2 separate regions of the Anas platyrhynchos genome follow, and region 1 is linked to region 2. Evidence: chromatin contacts called from public Hi-C data. All regions are on one chromosome and are shown on one strand. Each heading gives the region's core, a stretch centred on a gene start, on an enhancer-like site or on the middle of the called end of the contact. The rest is flanking DNA. Distances are from core to core; before and after follow the strand shown.

Region 1 (5,108 bases), core at 809-3,308, 52 kb before region 2:
AGGGCATGATAAAGTAATGTGAATTTAATAGCAAAATAAATAATACAGAAGTTTCAGCACTGATTACGTTATTCATTACCGTGCTGAAGTCGATAGGAAACCTGCGCTTCCAACACCTTCTGGAAGAGGTGTGGAGTTTCCACCTGAGCACTGAGCACATTTGCAAGAGGAAACACGTGGCTGGAACCCAGGGCCGTGGGAAGACTGAGGAGACGGGCTGCCTGCCCTTCCTCCTGCAAGTGCTCTCCTGCACAGCAAACTCCTTCAGCAGTCATGAAAGGAAAACAAATACCGCTCCCAGGTATTTTACAGCCCTAGTCTCCAGGGCGTGACTTATTGTTCCTCTACAAATTGCTGGAATAAAAATAACCATGAAGCAAATTATTCTCTAGCTATCCATCCCAGAGGGTATTGTCAAGCCTCCGGTGCCCAGGAGAAGGAGAAAGCTTCCTTTCCCAACATCTGCCAACTCACCTTCCTTCTCCCTCTGAAACCCTTAAAGGTGGGTGACAGACAAAAGCTTCTTTGGCCTTCTAAGGCTGCTTACCTGCCTGCACCAACTGCCAGGATCTGCTGAGAGCTCAGCACCAGCAATATTACCTGCAAGCACCATGACAGAGGTTTTTGCTTATTAAATTGCACAAGATCACCAGACGTGGTTTATTGCAACACTGCATCCCTAAGGTGACTTGAAATTGACTTTGCAGGGTGGGCTTTTTTAGTTTTGTTTTGCCTATATTTGTCATAACACTTAACAAATATAATCGCAACTAAAACCTGACCCTATTATGAAAGAACATATTCTAGCTCTCAGCCGATGGAATGCAAATCAGTGTAATTACCAGTACAACCCCATGTGTGAGTCACTGGTTTTGATGGCCCACCAAAACTGATACAAAACAATGTATGCTAGGATGCTGTTATATTGCTTTTCAATAACTGCAACTCATTCAAGTGTAGATGCTGCAGAGGATGTATCAGAGTGTGCTATTTGTTTCCTCTCCCTGGTGTTTTCATTTTGTTGAGTCTCGTTTGTAGATTTTAAAACAATATTTGGTATAGGAGAAGCTATTTTCTTTAACTACAATATTTTTAGAGTCATAGGACCACAGAATGGCTTGGGTTGGAAGGGACCTTAAAGGCCATCTTTTTCCAACCCCCCACCATGGGCAGGGACACCTCCCACAAGTCCAGGCTGCTCAATTCTGCATTACCAGCTTTACCAATTCTGTGTTATTTTTAAATTCAGACTTGAAGCTGTTGCAGAGTTTGACTTTCTTGCCCCTTTCCATCCATAATCTCCATCAGCTGTATGGATCTTTTCCTAATGATCTGCGAGACGAGTCCATGAACAGGCCCCTTGCATTCACATGGACACACTCCTTTTCCAAATTCTCTCAGCCTTCAGCTCCTCGAGGCCAGGCACCCACCACAGCCTCCGTGGTTCAGCCAGCCTGATGCCGGCTCTCGCTGATGAGGTCCAGCGAGAATTCCTCTAAAGTGCGGCAGTATCAAACACCGCCTTGTGCCAGGTCTAATGCTTTAGACAAGACTTCACACCCTCCTTTGTAAGGAAAGGGTAAGTCTTGAGTCCTAAAAATCTGTATTAAATTCGTGTATATAAGATTGTAATGTACTGGGTAAAAAACGTGCCTGGTGACTATGTATAACAGTGCCTGTAAGGAAGTTAACAAACAGATGTTACCATTTGCGAAACACGAGCTCAGCTGGGATAAAGGTTATAGGCTTGCCCTTCCCTAAAGTCCTGTAGGAGCTAATAACCACCGGTTGTCTCCAGGACTCCAGGTGGGTTGCAAGTGGGCTCTTTTTGGGGGCCAGCAGCCGCCTCAGCAGCGCACGGGGCCGCCCCCACCTGTGCCATAGGTCGCCCCCCTGGGGCCGGGCAGGTCCGGAGGGGTTCAGCTTGTAGGCGGCGAAAAGCAGCGGCAGGGCGGAGCGGCAGCCCCGGGAGGGGGCAGCGGGGCTGGCGGGAGAAGGAAAAGGAGGAGGAGGAGGAGGAGGAGGAGGAGGAGGCAGCCCGATGGGAAGGGCGGCGCTGCCCCTTCTCCCGCTTCCTCTCTCCACCCCCAGCCCGGGCAGGCGGCGGCAGCGCTGCAGCGCGGCTCGGGGGGGGGCACCCGTGCGGCCCCTGCTCCTGCTCGGCACCTGCGGCAGAGGGATGCGAGGGGGCGGCCGCCCCCCTCGGAGGGCAGGAGGGCCGGCCCCGGGGCCGCCCCGGCGAGGAGGAGGAGGAGAGGAAGAGAAAGGAGCGGGAGGGAAGCGGGGAAGTTGTGCCGGAGCCATGAGCCCCGCCGGGGGGGCGCGGGCCGCCCCCTCGCTGCTGCTCTCGCTGCTGCTGGGAGCCTCGGCCCCGCTCTGGCTGCGGGCGGAGAAGCTGGGTGAGTCCGGGGGCAGGGGGCAGCCGGGGGAGGTCGCCCCCCTCCTGGGAGCCGGCAGCTGCCCTCGCCCCGGGGAGAGGGTCCGGGGGGTCCCGGGGGGGTCCGTGGGCTGCGCGCAGCTGACCCGGTTAATCCCCGCCGCCTTTATCCCCGCTCCGAGGAGCTGCGAGATTACGGCGGTAACCGGCCTGAGGGAGAGCGTGTCCTCCCGCTCCCCTCGTCCTCCGCTAGTCGGGGGGTGTTCCTCGTGGGTCCCTTCTGCTCTTCTTTTCCCGAAGTCGCGGCAGCGGGGAAAAGTCCGCGGCAAGTTGGAGGCGCGGCGCCCGCGGCCCCGGGGGCGCCCGGGCTCGGCACCGGCTCTGCTCCGGCGGTGGGGATGGGATGGGATGAGGATGAGGATGGGGATGGAGATGAAGATGGGGATGGGGCTGCTGCAGGGGCCCGAGCCCATTCCCGGTACCGGCAGCCCCCGCCCCGCAGCCCGGGCTGCTCACCTGCAGCCCCGCCGGGAAGAGCAGCGCCTGCTCCGGCCGAGACAAAGTTTGGTGGGGATTTCGCTGGGATCCCGCAGCTTGGTGAAACGAGGGCCCGGGAGCTGCTCTGTTTGCCCTATGTTTGTGTATGGCTCGCAGCTGAGCTTCCCGTGTGAATTGCGAATCCAGCTGGCTTTTGCTGCGGGGCAACTGCGAGCTGCCGGCTGTGGCATTGCCCGGCCCGGTGCATCCATCTTAGAGGAGTTCACTGACAGCTACCACCGAAGTTGTGCTGGAAGTTAGGCATAGTAATGAGCCTGACAGCACATTTCAGGCAAGCTGATAGTCCCCGTATCAAATCTGGCTGCAAATTCCAACACCCGGTGCTGTGGGTTAGCGTAGCATCCAGGCAGTGCCACAAAGCACTTTATTTGGCTGATTTATACCTATTTTTTTCCCTAACTTCCTAGTTATGGGGATTTCTGATACAAACTTCCACTGGGGAAAAACTGGTACAAGCCAAGTGACATTTCCACTTATCAGCTTCATGCAATAGCTTTGTTTTTCCTCTTGAAACTTTGCTGTGCTATCCTCAATATGTATTTCCCACTTTTGAGACTCCAATTTGATATGATCTGGGAAACAGAGATGGTTAAAAAAAACTTCCTCTCTATCCATCTGTGTTCTGTTGTGGTGGTGTGTGTTTTTGCCTCCTTTCGTACCAATGTTTTGTCATGATGACCTCAAGGACAAAGTCACTTGGAGAGTTGGTTAGTAAGTTTGCTGGGATTTCTGGGGGTTTTAGTGCATGCAGTGGCACTTCAGCAATTAAGCATGACTCCGACTCCTTGTCTGTATTCCAAAACTGAGTGGTAAAGGCGCTTTTGTTGTTTCTTACTCATGTCTGAAATGTTTCTGCCATCAAACCAACAGCACAGAAACAGAAGTCCTAAGACAACCAGGTAAACCTTATTCCTAAACTCACATTTATAAGTCTGCCCAGTGTCTAGAGAGCGGAAGAGATTTTGACCCAAATCTTCCCTTTCTCCTTAGGGGGGCATTATTCTACTTGTTTGTTTATTGATATTGCCCTATCAATTAGGGGCTAAGTGTTCTGCAGCCGCACCAGTGGAGGGAGGTGATAAGGATAAGTGGAGACAAACTTCCTGTTACACAAGCTTCTCACCTTGACTTAAAAGTTGTAATGGAGCACGAGAAGTGCCAGAGTGAATCAGGCCTGAGTTTCAGCTAATTCTGAATTGTGGCCACTGGTGTCTCCCACCAGCTGGTTCATGGAAAGATGCACCGATTTAAATATATCGATTTAAATATATTTATATTAAATAAAGTAGTGCAGTTTTCTGTCATCCAATGAACTGTCTGTGCAATCTGTTTTTTTCCATGACCAGAACCCACAGGTAACAAGTTCACGTGTCTTCTCAGTCTATCCTGAGGGATGCTACAAAACAAGGGTGAAGCTGCCATTATATCTTCTGTTCTTTTAAGTCTTAAATCAGGGAAAGGCCCCTTTTTTACTGTGGTGTTGCTTCATAGTGTAGCTCATACTGAGGTGACTGTGCAGAGCCTGTGTGTCAGCTCTTTTTCTGCTCATGTTAAAGATGTACATTGTCTGAGGACATCTATGAAACACAGCGTTTTGTTTTTCATAGACTGATGACAGGAAAGGACGTGTGATTAGGGAACTGGTTTTAATTAAAACATATTTGTGAGCTTAGTACATCTTACCTAGGGACAAATGTCATACCTATGACTGTGAACGAGTGATAAAATAACTATGGGATTTATAATAAAAGGGAAAATAAGCACATTTTAATTATGCTGTATGCTGATCTTGACTTCTCTTGTGGTTTCACTTGCCAGTTCTTTGCTGACAACCACAGATTATACCTTGTACCCCACCTGCCCAGCCTCACACAACCACACTAGACCTGGTGCCCCTTTTCAAGGTCTCCTTCCAGCAGGTCAAGACCAAGGTAGAAGGGAGGCAGATATGAACATGTTACCTTTGCCATTCACTGTTCTCCAGTTCTTCTTCTGGTCTCATTGAGCAGGAGACTGAAATATGTAATTTTGGGCAGCAGATACCTAAATCAGAGTCAAATCTGAGTCTTCCTTCTTCAGAGTTTTAAGTAATCTTCAATTATGTTTCTTAAGCAAATTCTGGCCAGTTGGAAGTAAAAAACAATCTGTGGGTTGGTTATTTGTAGGAAGGCGT
Region 2 (4,802 bases), core at 16-2,515:
ACCTGCAGTTGCAGTGCAGAGCAAGCCAGGTGCCCAATGTCAGTAAGTGACAGAGCCCACACCTCTGGAGAGGTGCTAAGGGAGCCCCCAGGCCACCACTGTTGTGACCCGCCCAGGCAGCCTCCATTTTGTGTCTGTGTAACACAGGTGGCGACTGCTGCCGCTATCCAGCACAAGGCCTCACTCACCCAGTACCTCTGAAGAATCTAAAAACCACAGCAAAGAAGTGCAGTTGCCATAACAAAGTATACTATTAGCACTAAGTTACGCTTAAACCTCTTGACCTTAAAACAGTAGCGTTGCACTGTGGCAACACCTTCAAAACTGTGCATATAAAGTCACCACTGAGGTAGTTAATAAACATTAAACAAAGTGTAATTATTGGTCTGTGTCCTGGCTTTTGCCAAAGTCAGGCAGGTTTTTTTTTTTTTGTTTGTTTGTTTGTTTGTTTTTTGGTTTGTGTTAGTTTGTTTTTGCTAAACCAGTAGTTTCTCTCCATGCAGCTCAAATTCATTTCACTGGCGGTGAGTAACAAAAAGCAATTACCTCTGAACAAGAGGTTTGTGACCTCTAAGAAATGAGCCAGAGGTCTCATAGAAGTCCTGCAGGGTCAGGTATCCACTGAAAATCAACCTTGTAAAAATCCATCAGTGTTCTTCCATTAATCCTCTCTCCAAACCAGGTTAGGTTTGGTCAGCGAGCGGGTGTCCAAACAGCTCCCTTTAGCCTGTAATCAGTCTGGACTGCAGGAATGACAAGGTCATGTTGCTGCATTCCTTTTTTCTTTATTCCTTTTTTTTTTTCCATAAAAGTAAATCCATTCTACTTGCTTCTTTCCAATGTCAGTGATGATGTAAGCCTGTACTGACCTCCAACCCCCTCTGCAATAGTACAGCATGGGGTAAATGAGTAGAATTTATCTTTTCACTTGAACCTCATCAGTACTGTTGAACCTGACACGTATACTAAAAAAATACTCTGCTATAGCTGCGTGAGGTTAACAAGACAAACAACATTATAAAGGAGCAGTGGCAATGTCTATGAATTATTGAAGACTGAATAAGTTTCAAGGAACCTGCTTATTTAAAGGGAAGGTGCCATTACTACACAATAACTTTGAAACTCAAAATAGAAACTCCTGATTGCTATTTTTTTTTTTTTTTGAAGCCCCTTGGTGCAGTCCTACCAGCTACAAAGGGCATACAAGAAGGGGTCAAAGTGTTTCTAAACTAGATAAAGACAAGAGGGGAGACATCCTTAGTTGGGGAAAACTCGTGCTGTAAATGATAAGGAGGACGCCTAACATCTGCCTTTCTGTGTTATCTCATTGTATAGTCTGGACATGAGAATTTGGAGAATTTTCATTCAAATTTCACCATATGTTTAGGCTTGGCATCACATTATGGATCTGAAAAGTCCTGAAAAACATTCTCCACTTACTGTATGCAGAGGTTATTCAGTAAGCTGTTGTTTCGGGCTGAGTTAATTCATTATTTATTTAGCCACTAGCAACGCCTCTACCAAGAGCCCACACAACATCCAAGAGATTATCAACTCACTTACTTTTATACAGACAGAGTTATCTGAAAGAGAAATTCAGGAAGGAGACAATTAATTTACAGCACAACATCATTTTTCAGCATAACCAAAAATATAAGCCCACGTTGGTGACATGCTGCTGTAATTAAGGCTCACATGTCCTGACCACTATCCGGGACTGACTTCAGGAATCCATAATTTTGGGTAGACACAAATTTTCTAACTGACCTGACTGGAAAAGCTCCCTTAAAGATCTGCATTATCTGCCCACCTGAAGATAAGCAATAACTCTGAATATCAAGCGTTTCCTATTGTGAGTCTGAGCTAGTAAAAGGAGTGAGAAAATCTGCAAAATAACAAGTTACTCGGACTGCAAAATTCTCTCAATTGAATCAGATATTAACAGACAATAACAGACCGTAAAACATACACTTTTTCTCTTGTAGGTAGACAAGAAATAAAACCAAAGTTCTAGCCATCAAAGAAATACTAGCGACAATTTAACACAAACAATACAGAAACATCCAGCAGTGGCGGAAGCCTAACGCACCCAGGGAGAGCTTATCAGAAGTCTCCCAAAGAGCTACATGAGGAGTGACAGAGAGCAGAGATGGTGACACTGACCATAAAAGAATGGAACAACAGGCTGTAGAGGACAACAGGCTAGAAAGACAGCAAGTTACATTAGCCACTTCCAAGCCATTGGTTTGAACAATTTGATGCCTTGGGCACATACGAGAAACTTCAGCCTTCCCAAATGTATTGCACATCTAAGCTTTTGTGGCCCAGGCAACCCATTCCACAGATGGACAAACTGAGACAGACAGATATGCTACCATTTGTCCAGAGCTGTATCAACTAATCAAGCCCACCGAAAAATGTAAAGATCTTTGAGAACACCAATCACAAACCTGTTAAAAACTCTCTGTCATGCAGGGAGACAAGACATAGGTGATAAAGCCTGAGATGCGCTAGCAGACCTTACTTGAAGAGGCGGCTTTTCTTCACATCTATGGCTAAGCTATTTATCCTTAAGTGACACCATCTGCTCTGACAGACAGTTTTATAAAATTTGAATCTGGTGACCTGGATAAAGTAGGCCTGTAACATGGAAACATGAGAGTCATACATGGATGTGAAAAGGTTGTGGACAGCTCTTACTTTCTCTTCCACACATGCCTTAGTGCATACAGTGCTGTGTCACAAAAGACAGGACCCATCTTTTTTTGACACTTGCAACACAAAGCCACCCATGATTTTGGTAAAAAATGCTACAATAACTTTTCTACTATCTTACACATGTCTAGCATATGGCATCATAAAGATACCCCTTTAGAGTCCATAGTTCATAGTTAACTTCCCAACAGATTGTCACACTTTATCCCCCCTTATTATAGTACAGTCACTTCACTATATAAGGACCAGCATCAAGGACATAAATATTTTATGCAAAAGAACATTTGGCTGAGAAGTTCACTGATCACCTGGTTACTGACAGACGTGTTTGGGAACTGCTCTACCATTTGGTAGTCATTGGAAACCAACAGTGGTAGAGAAAACATGACGTGTGGGTCAGTGTGAACAGATCTTCCTCTTCTCCTGATTAAAATAAAATAAAATTAAAATTAAAACCTTCAGTCTGAAACTAAACAAGAGCAAAATGCAATGTTCTTCTCCCTTTTTTCGCTTCTCCTCAGTGCCAAATCTCAACGTGGTTGGACGTGATGGGCGGCCTCTGTCCCAGCAAAGGTGCCAGGAATGTGATGAGGCCAGTTGCACACCATGATTGAAAGGCACAGGCAAAGTGCAGGCAGGAGAGTCTACAGACCGACCCAGTAAGTCATTTAACAATGCTCTTGGCCCCTTCTTTTGGAAATACTTAATCCACCCACAAACACAGAACTAAAAAGCACACATAAGCACTGAAAGTTAAAAAAGCACTCATTTTTAAAGTAGTAGATGGATATATTTAAGCAGTCTTCAACAAATCACGAATCCAGAGCTATATGAAATTATAATTGTGTGTGTGTCTGTGTTCAAGTTTGCTTGTACATATACTGCACAGAGAACAATGTTTACTGTAAATTGTGTCACCTGAACAGTGCTTGCAACAGGATGCTAGCTAGACTGGATGTTTGCTCTTTTAAGAGTAAACGTTACTAATAATAGTATAAAGAACAGCAACAAATAAATAAATAAATCGAAGTTTTTTATTTAATAAAAAAAGAATCTCGTTCTTCCAGTCTCGTGAATGCTGAAGATTTGAAGGAAGCTGCTGCCCCCTTCTGGTTCTAAATAAAAGTGCAAATACTTGGCACTAAAAATGTGTAGGATTCTGGTCACAAATTAGAATTACCAAGTAATAGACAAGTTTTGATTTTGAAAATAGCATAAAACTGAGGTGGCCCAAACTACACTTTCATATTTAATTAGAGCACTCAACACAACTACTTTAAGTTACTATAAGACAAAACAGTCTTGCCAATACAAAAGTGGCACAAAGCTGTGCCAGGAGAGATTCAGACAGGACATTAAGGAAAATTTATTTACTGTGAGGGTGGTCAAACCCTGGAACAGGCTTCCTGGAGAGGTGTTTGATGCTCCATGCCTGTCAGCGTTCAAGAGGCATTTGAGGCATGTTTGGACAATGCCCTCAATATCATGCTGTAACTTTTGGCTACCCCTGAAGTGGTCGGACAGTTGGGACTTAATCTTTGTAGGTCCCCTCCAACTAAATTAGTCCATTCTATGTGTTTGCGCCTTTTATTTTAAAATAAAATCAGTTTCAAAGTTAGCAATGTGTTACCTGGATCTAGATTAATCACCTTAAGAGCACAAAGAATTTGAAAAATTTCTGCTAGCTCCCTGAGTTTTCTTATGACACCTCACTTCCATTGTGAGTTAGCACCTGACCTGTCAAGCAAAACAGGCAAAAATAAAGATCAAATCAATAGGAAACTCCAGTAACACTCGTTTAGCAACTATACAAAAATCCCCATCCATCTACCAGAGCAGCATCCTTCTATAAAAAGCCCAGTCACCAGCTTCAAACCTGAAGTTGCCAATGCCCAGCAGCTGAGGTGCATTGAAGTATTTAAGCCGTAACTCCAATCAGGAAACCCTTCATAAAGGGTTATAAACAACCATGAAGAATATAAATGAAATCTGGGGGGAGATTGGTGATGCCTTTGCAGAGGTAGCCCAAAGGCTCTGCTCTCATAACAGGGGCAACCCACAGCAGCGCTGCAGGCCTTCTACTGCAA

The links. Hi-C and Micro-C count contacts between places; a contact is called where the count stands out from the background.
Region 1: a Hi-C map of F5 follicle shows a contact between it and region 2, with 2.4 times the contacts expected there. The contact joins the promoter of DCBLD1 here to the enhancer-like site in region 2. A contact is called at or near these places in 2 of 8 Hi-C or Micro-C datasets (F1 follicle and F5 follicle).

What each region holds. Positions count from the first base shown.
Region 1 is chr3:69,493,876-69,498,983 of IASCAAS_PekinDuck_T2T, reverse strand. It overlaps DCBLD1 (discoidin, CUB and LCCL domain containing 1), which reads left to right and starts at 2,058. Exons shown (of 16, transcript XM_038177004.2): 1 at 2,058-2,399. The coding sequence starts at 2,180.
Region 2 is chr3:69,441,679-69,446,480 of IASCAAS_PekinDuck_T2T, reverse strand. No RefSeq gene overlaps it. Among named protein-coding and RNA genes, the nearest start is that of GOPC, 34 kb to the right of the region's middle. Within about 2 kb of position 1,265, at least 4 of the 8 cell types and tissues checked have an H3K27ac peak or open chromatin away from gene starts, as enhancers often do. A contact at or near this core is called in F1 follicle and F5 follicle, where this site is marked.